2 separate regions of the Rattus norvegicus genome follow, and region 2 is linked to region 1. Evidence: chromatin contacts called from public Hi-C data. All regions are on one chromosome and are shown on one strand. Each heading gives the region's core, a stretch centred on a gene start, on an enhancer-like site or on the middle of the called end of the contact. The rest is flanking DNA. Distances are from core to core; before and after follow the strand shown.

Evidence for each region. A called contact is a pair of places that touch in the nucleus more often than the background predicts.
Region 2: a contact with region 1 is called in a Hi-C map of liver, with 4 times the contacts expected there. The contact joins two enhancer-like sites. A contact is called at or near these places in 10 of 12 Hi-C or Micro-C datasets (the A7r5 cell line, the Rat2 cell line, frontal cortex and 5 more).

The regions. Positions count from the first base shown.
Region 1 is chr13:96,595,084-96,598,556 of GRCr8, reverse strand. No RefSeq gene overlaps it. Among named protein-coding and RNA genes, the nearest start is that of Tp53bp2, 24 kb to the left of the region's middle. Within about 2 kb of position 1,781, at least 8 of the 93 cell types and tissues checked have an H3K27ac peak or open chromatin away from gene starts, as enhancers often do. A contact at or near this core is called in hepatocytes and liver, where this site is marked.
Region 2 is chr13:96,750,927-96,754,399 of GRCr8, reverse strand. No RefSeq gene overlaps it. Among named protein-coding and RNA genes, the nearest start is that of Capn2, 20 kb to the right of the region's middle. Within about 2 kb of position 1,754, at least 83 of the 93 cell types and tissues checked have an H3K27ac peak or open chromatin away from gene starts, as enhancers often do. A contact at or near this core is called in hepatocytes and liver, where this site is marked.

The DNA.
Region 1 (3,473 bases), core at 532-3,031:
AGGGTTTATAGCTGGGTGACACTGTACGTGACGTTTTTGTTCCAGCTGCTGGGTAGCACCTTCTGGTTCTCTGAGAGCTAAGAAGCAGGGAGGAGGCTGCTCCTGGTAGATAACGACTTGATCTCTCTGTGTCCTGTGGCTAAAGTGTGTGGTGTCTTTAGCAATAGGGGCTTGCCCTCAGTTGGACAACCAGGAACACTAGCCTGTATCATTTGGGGGTGAATCTGGGATACTCTTGACCCTCAACTCAAAGGGGGAGTAGCCCATACCTGAGACTGGGCTTTTGTTTGGCAACCTATGGATCCTGAGACAAGCGTTAGTGTCTGCATAGGGTAGCATCAATTGAACTCTTTAAAATTTTTTTAAAACATATTCGTTTTATGTGGATGGATGTTTTTTCTACAACCGTGTAGGTCTACCATACATATGTCTGGAACCCAAGGATGTCAGAAGAGGGTGTCACATCCCTTGAATCTAGAGTTACAAAGAATTATAAGCTTGTATGTGGGTGCTGGGAATTGAACCCAGGTCCTCTGCAAGAGCAACATCCACTTCAGCCTCCATAAGGTTTTTCAAAATCTCCTCAGTATTGCTATCTCTCTTCTGACTTCTTCCTCCACCCTTCTCTCCTATCCCTCCCTGACTTAAACCTCCCTCCATATCATTCGTGTCTACTGTCCTCCTCCCTGAAGATCTTCCGTCCCCTTTCTGGTTTCCTGGATTGTACGGTCACTCCATGTTAACACACAGATCTAGGATCCACACGTAAGAACATGGCGCTTTTGTCCTCCTAGGTTTAGGTGACCTCACTCCCTACAATGCTTTCCAGATTATATATTGACCTGCAAATTTCATTTTTCTTTACAGATCAATAAAACTCCACTGCATATGGGTACCATGTTGCCATTATCCATCACCGGTTGATTGACATCTTTAACTCACAGTTCTTCAAATACCCACATAGGCCTAATGGAGACTTGTATTTGGTGGTCAAATCAGTCCTCTCCCCAGAGTCACCCGTGTCCCATGCCTGGTGACACTGCCCACAGCTAATGTGTTCAGTCTACTAGAACTAAAGCCAACCTCCCTTTCTTGTAGAGCCCTACCTCATACTCACCTCTGCACAGCGGCAGCAAGGGCAGAGCTGTGTGTTCTGTGTTTGCAGCAGCGCTACGGTACTATGACAAAATGACTAGCACCAAAGCGAAAACAGATCCAGGACCCAAGACTCCAAAGAGCAGAGCTGAAAAGGGGGCCTCAAGACTTGTGAGAGCTGGCTAGCCCACTGAAAACCACCACTCAGTCCTCCAAGTAGCACGGGCTTCGGTTACTGGCCGCTTGGGAATTATCGAGCACACGTACAATATCATTTTGTTAAATTCTCATAGCTCCACGAAGTAGTTTTTTCTCTATTTTACAAGGGAGGTAGGGGAACCAAAGTTTTAAAAAGTAACCTGAGTCGATGGAGGATCTGTAATTAAAGCCGGGTCTGGTTAACTCCAAATCCCACTGTTTCCTACAGTTTAATCCTGACCTACTTGGGGGCTCACAGCTATGGAGAACAATGGGCATCTGAGCCAGGGCAGCATTCTTCCCTCGGGGTCAACGGCTCTATTCTCTCATCCTCACGATAACAGGGGGGGCCCACGCTTGTTTACAGAACAGCCATGAGGTTTGCTGCAATCCTTGTGGATCAATACCAAGGTAATTATAAAGCGAGAGCACAGTGTGACGGTGCTGCCCAGCTCCACCCGGGTATTACGTTTCCTACGATGACTCATCCTGCCTGGTCCTCACCCTGTGCCAACCAGACAACAAGTCTGAAGCTTCATTTGCCCTGACTGGTGTCTGCTTCCACCCTCTGGGATTTCCACCTGAAAGACGGCCTGCCTCACTCCCCTCACGGCACAGGCTCAGTCTCTGGTGCTTGTGAGGATCTGAAAGGAGAGCTCTGCTGTGTGACCTATGTAAAGTTTTGAAAGAAAGGAAAGCACATACGCAACCAAACACACACACACACACACACACACACACACACACACACACACTCGAGTACACACACATGCATGTGCACATGCACATACACATACACACAGGTACGAACACACCCACATACACATACACACACATGCATGTGCACATGCACACACACATACACACAGGTACGCACACACACCACACCCATACACACTTGTATCCATGTACCTTCCCCCGTTCTACTGAGGCTGAAGGTAACAGACTCTTTTTTATTTTTTTAATGTATTTATTTTATGTATGTGAGTACACTGTCGCTGTATTCAGACACAGCAGAAGAGGGCATCAGATCCCATTACAAATGGTTGTGAGCCACCATTTGGTTGCCAGGATTTGAACTCAGGACCTCTGGAAGGGTAGTCAGTGCTCTTAACCACTGAGCCATCTCTCCAGCCCCCTTCTCAGACTCTTGAATTGATTATTAGAAGCAGCTGGGACAATGGCCTGTTCCTCAAATCCTGAACCTTTTGACTCTGTCACCTGCCAGGCTAACAGAAATCGCCCTTGACTGTGACATTAGTCAGTGGTAGTAAAGGATGCGTGTGCCTGTTGTGTGACTTTGCCTGGGAAGACACAAATTTCACGGCCTGTGCTAGGCCGTGGGTAACAGACTGGAGAATAATTCCTCCCAAGTCTAGGTGGATCACTGGACTTACAGGGGTCACTCACAAGAGCATGGGTGACCTAAAGGGGCTGCATTGCCAGAGAAGCCACCACATTTATCCCCAGGACCTTCCTGCATACTTTGCAGGTGCTTCTGTTGCTGTAGATCCCTCTCCCTGTGACCGTCCTCTGCTTTTACAGCCTCAGGGGAGGGGGACTTCTGGAAAGTCCCCTTAGCTTTCTGAGCCTTAGGGGGCTCCTTGTTGCCTTCTTCCCTCCAAAAGGAAGTGTTTGTTTCAGTTTGGCAAAAAGGGATACAAGTGTCAGAGGTCTGTCCTGGGTTGGGAGATTGGTGCAAGGAGACAAAAGTAGCCTGTTTCCCTGTCCAAGGTCCAAGACCTTTCTCTAAGATGATCAGACGGAGCAGCCACTGGAGAAGCATCGCCTGATGAGAAGGTCTTTGTCAGCCCTCTTAGGAACTCGGGTAACATCTACCCTCCCTGCCATGGTGCTCTCCATCGGAGTTCTGTGCTTACGGAAGAGATTTCTGATTACCAGAATGATTAGACCAGTCAGCCTTCACGCTAGAAATGATGGCAGTATATCTCCAAGGGACATGGTTTATCGGTCTAGACCTTCCAGTCCCTGGACAGAGAACCCTTCTGTGTAAACTATTCTTCTGGAAATGTTGTAATACTCGAGTCTACTGTCAGCATGGCCGGCATGAATCAATTACCAGATATGAACAAAATCCAGGCCTTAAGCCAGAAAATTCAAAGGTCATGGGCCTGAAGAGGCAGCTTGGCAGTTAAGAGCACTGGCTGCCCTTCCAGAAG
Region 2 (3,473 bases), core at 505-3,004, 160 kb before region 1:
CCAGTAAGTAACCTTACACCCTTGCTTCTGTTAGTGCCATTAACTACAGTGATTGCTTCCCCCCCCCCAAGAGAGGGAAAGTTGTGAGGGAAGGGGGGCCAACTATGAAGAGGGAGGTCTGCAGAGTGAGGGCAGACCAGAGAGGGCAGTCAGGGGTTCACACGATCAAAACACACCATATGCATGCGTGAACATGTAATAATAAAAGCATGTGCATGATTAACACGTGCAAACTGAAAGCTTTAAGAGAGAAATGATAAAATGTAGAGGGGTCCAGAGAGAATTGATGATCCCAGCCCTGCCAGACATCAGACACCGGACGGACTCATTCATCTTTAGCTATTTGTAACAGTGGGCCCCAAAGGTGAGTAAGTGTCACCCCAACCTCCCACAAAGGAATCTTCCTTCCACTCCCTTCTCTGGGAACTTGCCCCACAGCCATGTCCTGAGTGGTGTGCGTGAGAACCAGCCCTCAGAGCACAGGGGAAGTTACTGTTCCGCCTTCCAGGCTGTGTAGACTGTGGAGCTTCCCGCTGCATACATTCTTATGGTCGCTGTAAAAAATGGAGTGGCTCAGGAGCTGAAGGGTCTTACTCAATCTCACTGGATTAAACTTAGAGTTCCCGTGGCTCAGGAGCTGAAGGGTCTTAGTCAATCTCACTGGATTAAACTTAGAGTTCCCCCTGCGTGCGGGAGAAGTTCGTGTACTGGCCATCCTTGGTGTTTAGACCCTGACTGCATACCTTGGTTTATGGTCTGCCTCATAAATCATTTCCTGGTTTCTGCTATCATGACACCTCCCACTCAACTTCCTGCCTCCCTCATAAGGAATTGGTAGTGATGTTGGGTCCACCTGAAGAGTAAGGGAGTCTCACCATGTCTTAAGATCCTTGACATCACTTCTTCAAAGTCCCTTCTACCCTATAAAGTAACAGTGCAGGTTCGGAAGATTAGGGTGTGGTCATCTTCAGGAAGTTGTCACTCATCCTACCACAGTCACCAAGCCTCAGCCAGCGGGAACAAACGTAATACAAAGGGATTTTAGAGGCAGATTCTTTGTGTGGGTTTATAAAGCAGAGGTAAACAAAGAGATTATACATGGATGATAGAGAGTGAGAGATGACAGATAAATGATAGATAGTAGGGAGATTATGATGAATAGATAATAGATAGAGATAGGCAGATATAGGCTAGATAATGATAGATTATTAATAAGGATGATTGATGATAGATAGATAGATAGATAGATAGATAGATAGATAGATACTTGGATAATAGATTGTAGATTGTAGATGATAAAAATACATTATAGATAATAGGTAGATTATAGTTGCATATGTAGATACTAAATTGCTACATACATACATACATACATACATACATACATACATACATACATTTGCTATGACGGACGTATGGTAAGTACATGAATAGAGACAGATAGCACATACATATTGTGAAGGAGTTGGTATGAGACTCCAGAGGGCTTTGAAATCCAGACCTTGGTAAACACGCCAGTGTACTTTGCTAATTTTAATTGCTAGTGCTGGAACCGCTTTTTTAGGTAGAGATTTCTTTTTTGCCTTGTTGAATCAAATGGTTTTTTTGTTTTTGTTTTTGTTTTTCTTGAAATAACATTACTGTATTTTGCCACACGAGGGAGCCAATGAAACATCAAAGTGGCCTTCACAGCCGCCATTTTGCCCTCGCCTTCTGACTGGTTCTGACGTCATACACCACTGATTGGTCCCTGTGATCTGGGTATAAAGACGATTCCTATTTGTCCAGGAAATCTCAGGGAGCTTTACAGTTGTCTGTACTCAAAGGAACCCACCGAGCTCCACCCAAGAGTAAAGAGAGATTTTCTCTCCTGACAGCTGTCATCGTGAAGGAAGGGATGGGAGTGCTGGGTGCCATCGTGAGTGAGCAGAAGCCCGGGGAAGCTGCAGAACGTCATTATCATCAAGAACCCCAAGTCCTTCCCAGGTCTGCAGGAGAGGGGTTGAGCTGGGCTGGGGATGTAGGAAACTGCGCCTGACGGGAGCTGTGCTCCCAGGCGTGCACCTCCATTGCCCTTGGCATGCCGGTGACAGGATCTATTGTGACACCTCTCCTACACACTGTCACAGGTCACCACCCCTACTGCTTTTATTGACCGGACACCCTCAGGCCTCTGTGTACCTGCAAGGATCACCTCTGGCCTCCATCAGCGCCTACACAAAGATTCTTTGCCTGACTAAACTCTGATCAGGCTCCTGAACCTTCTGAGCACACCTCATAACCTCTACTTTTAACAAAGAGCCCTATAAAGTCGCCTTAATATGCCCATCCTCCAGCCAGCCGTACCCTAAAGGTGCTTACTTGCTGCTATGCCTGACAACCTCAGCTCCTTCCTGGGAACATCGGTTCTCACAATTAAAACAGTTAGCTCCTCTGGTTCCCGTGAACCCAACCATAAGATTATTGTCATTGCTCTTCATAACTCTAACTTTGCTACTGTTATGAATTGTACTGTAAATGATATTCAGGATATCAGGCGTGCGGCCCCTGTAAAAGGGATCGTGACCCACAGTTTGAGGACCAAGAACAGTTGCGTAGTCTTGGAACAAAACGGTAAAAGGGAATAGACTCCTTTAGATTGTCCTGTGACCTACACACACACACAGTCACATGTACATGCATGCATGTAGTATGTGCATGGTTTCCCCAAACACACACGCACTCACGCACGCACGCGCGCACAGACACACACACACACACACACTCACACACACGAATGTGTGAACAAATGAATGAATGAAAAATTAAAGAATCCCTCCCCACCACATTGTTTGGCATTAATGGTAAGTTTTGACCATCAACTTGATTGAGTTAGGAAAGATGTCAGGCAGCAATGAGGTATATCTTTGGGTGTGTCTCACAAGAGTGCCTCTAGAGTGCTTTAAATGAGGGAGCACCTACGCTACTGTAGGTGACATTACCTAGTAAGCTAGAGCTTAGGACAGACATATGGAAAAAAGGAAGGAGAAAGATCACTGAGCACCAGCCTTGCCTGTCTCTGCTTGCCGATGTGCCCAGATCCAAGGCGTGCCAGCCACACGGTCTCTGCCATGCCTTACCACAATGATAGACTACTGTGCCCTCTCAAACCACAAACAAAACAAACCCATCTTCCCCAGGGGTTGCTCTTTGCCAAGGACTTGGTCTTGGTGATGACTCGGGTAACTGAGTTATAAATAACTGGTTTAATCCAAACCCTGTACCCTGAGGCTTTAACTTCCTGACCCAGACCTGCCCCGTGGCCGTCACTTTCCCACTTGCTCACTAGTGTCCCTGCTCAGAAACCCCATTGCCACCGTTCATTATCTAGTATCTAGTCCAGAGTAATCTTTCTTATCATACTTAAGTAAACCACTGAGTCATGTTTTCTTCAAAACTCCCATCCCACATACCACCGCCCTAGTCATCCCAAT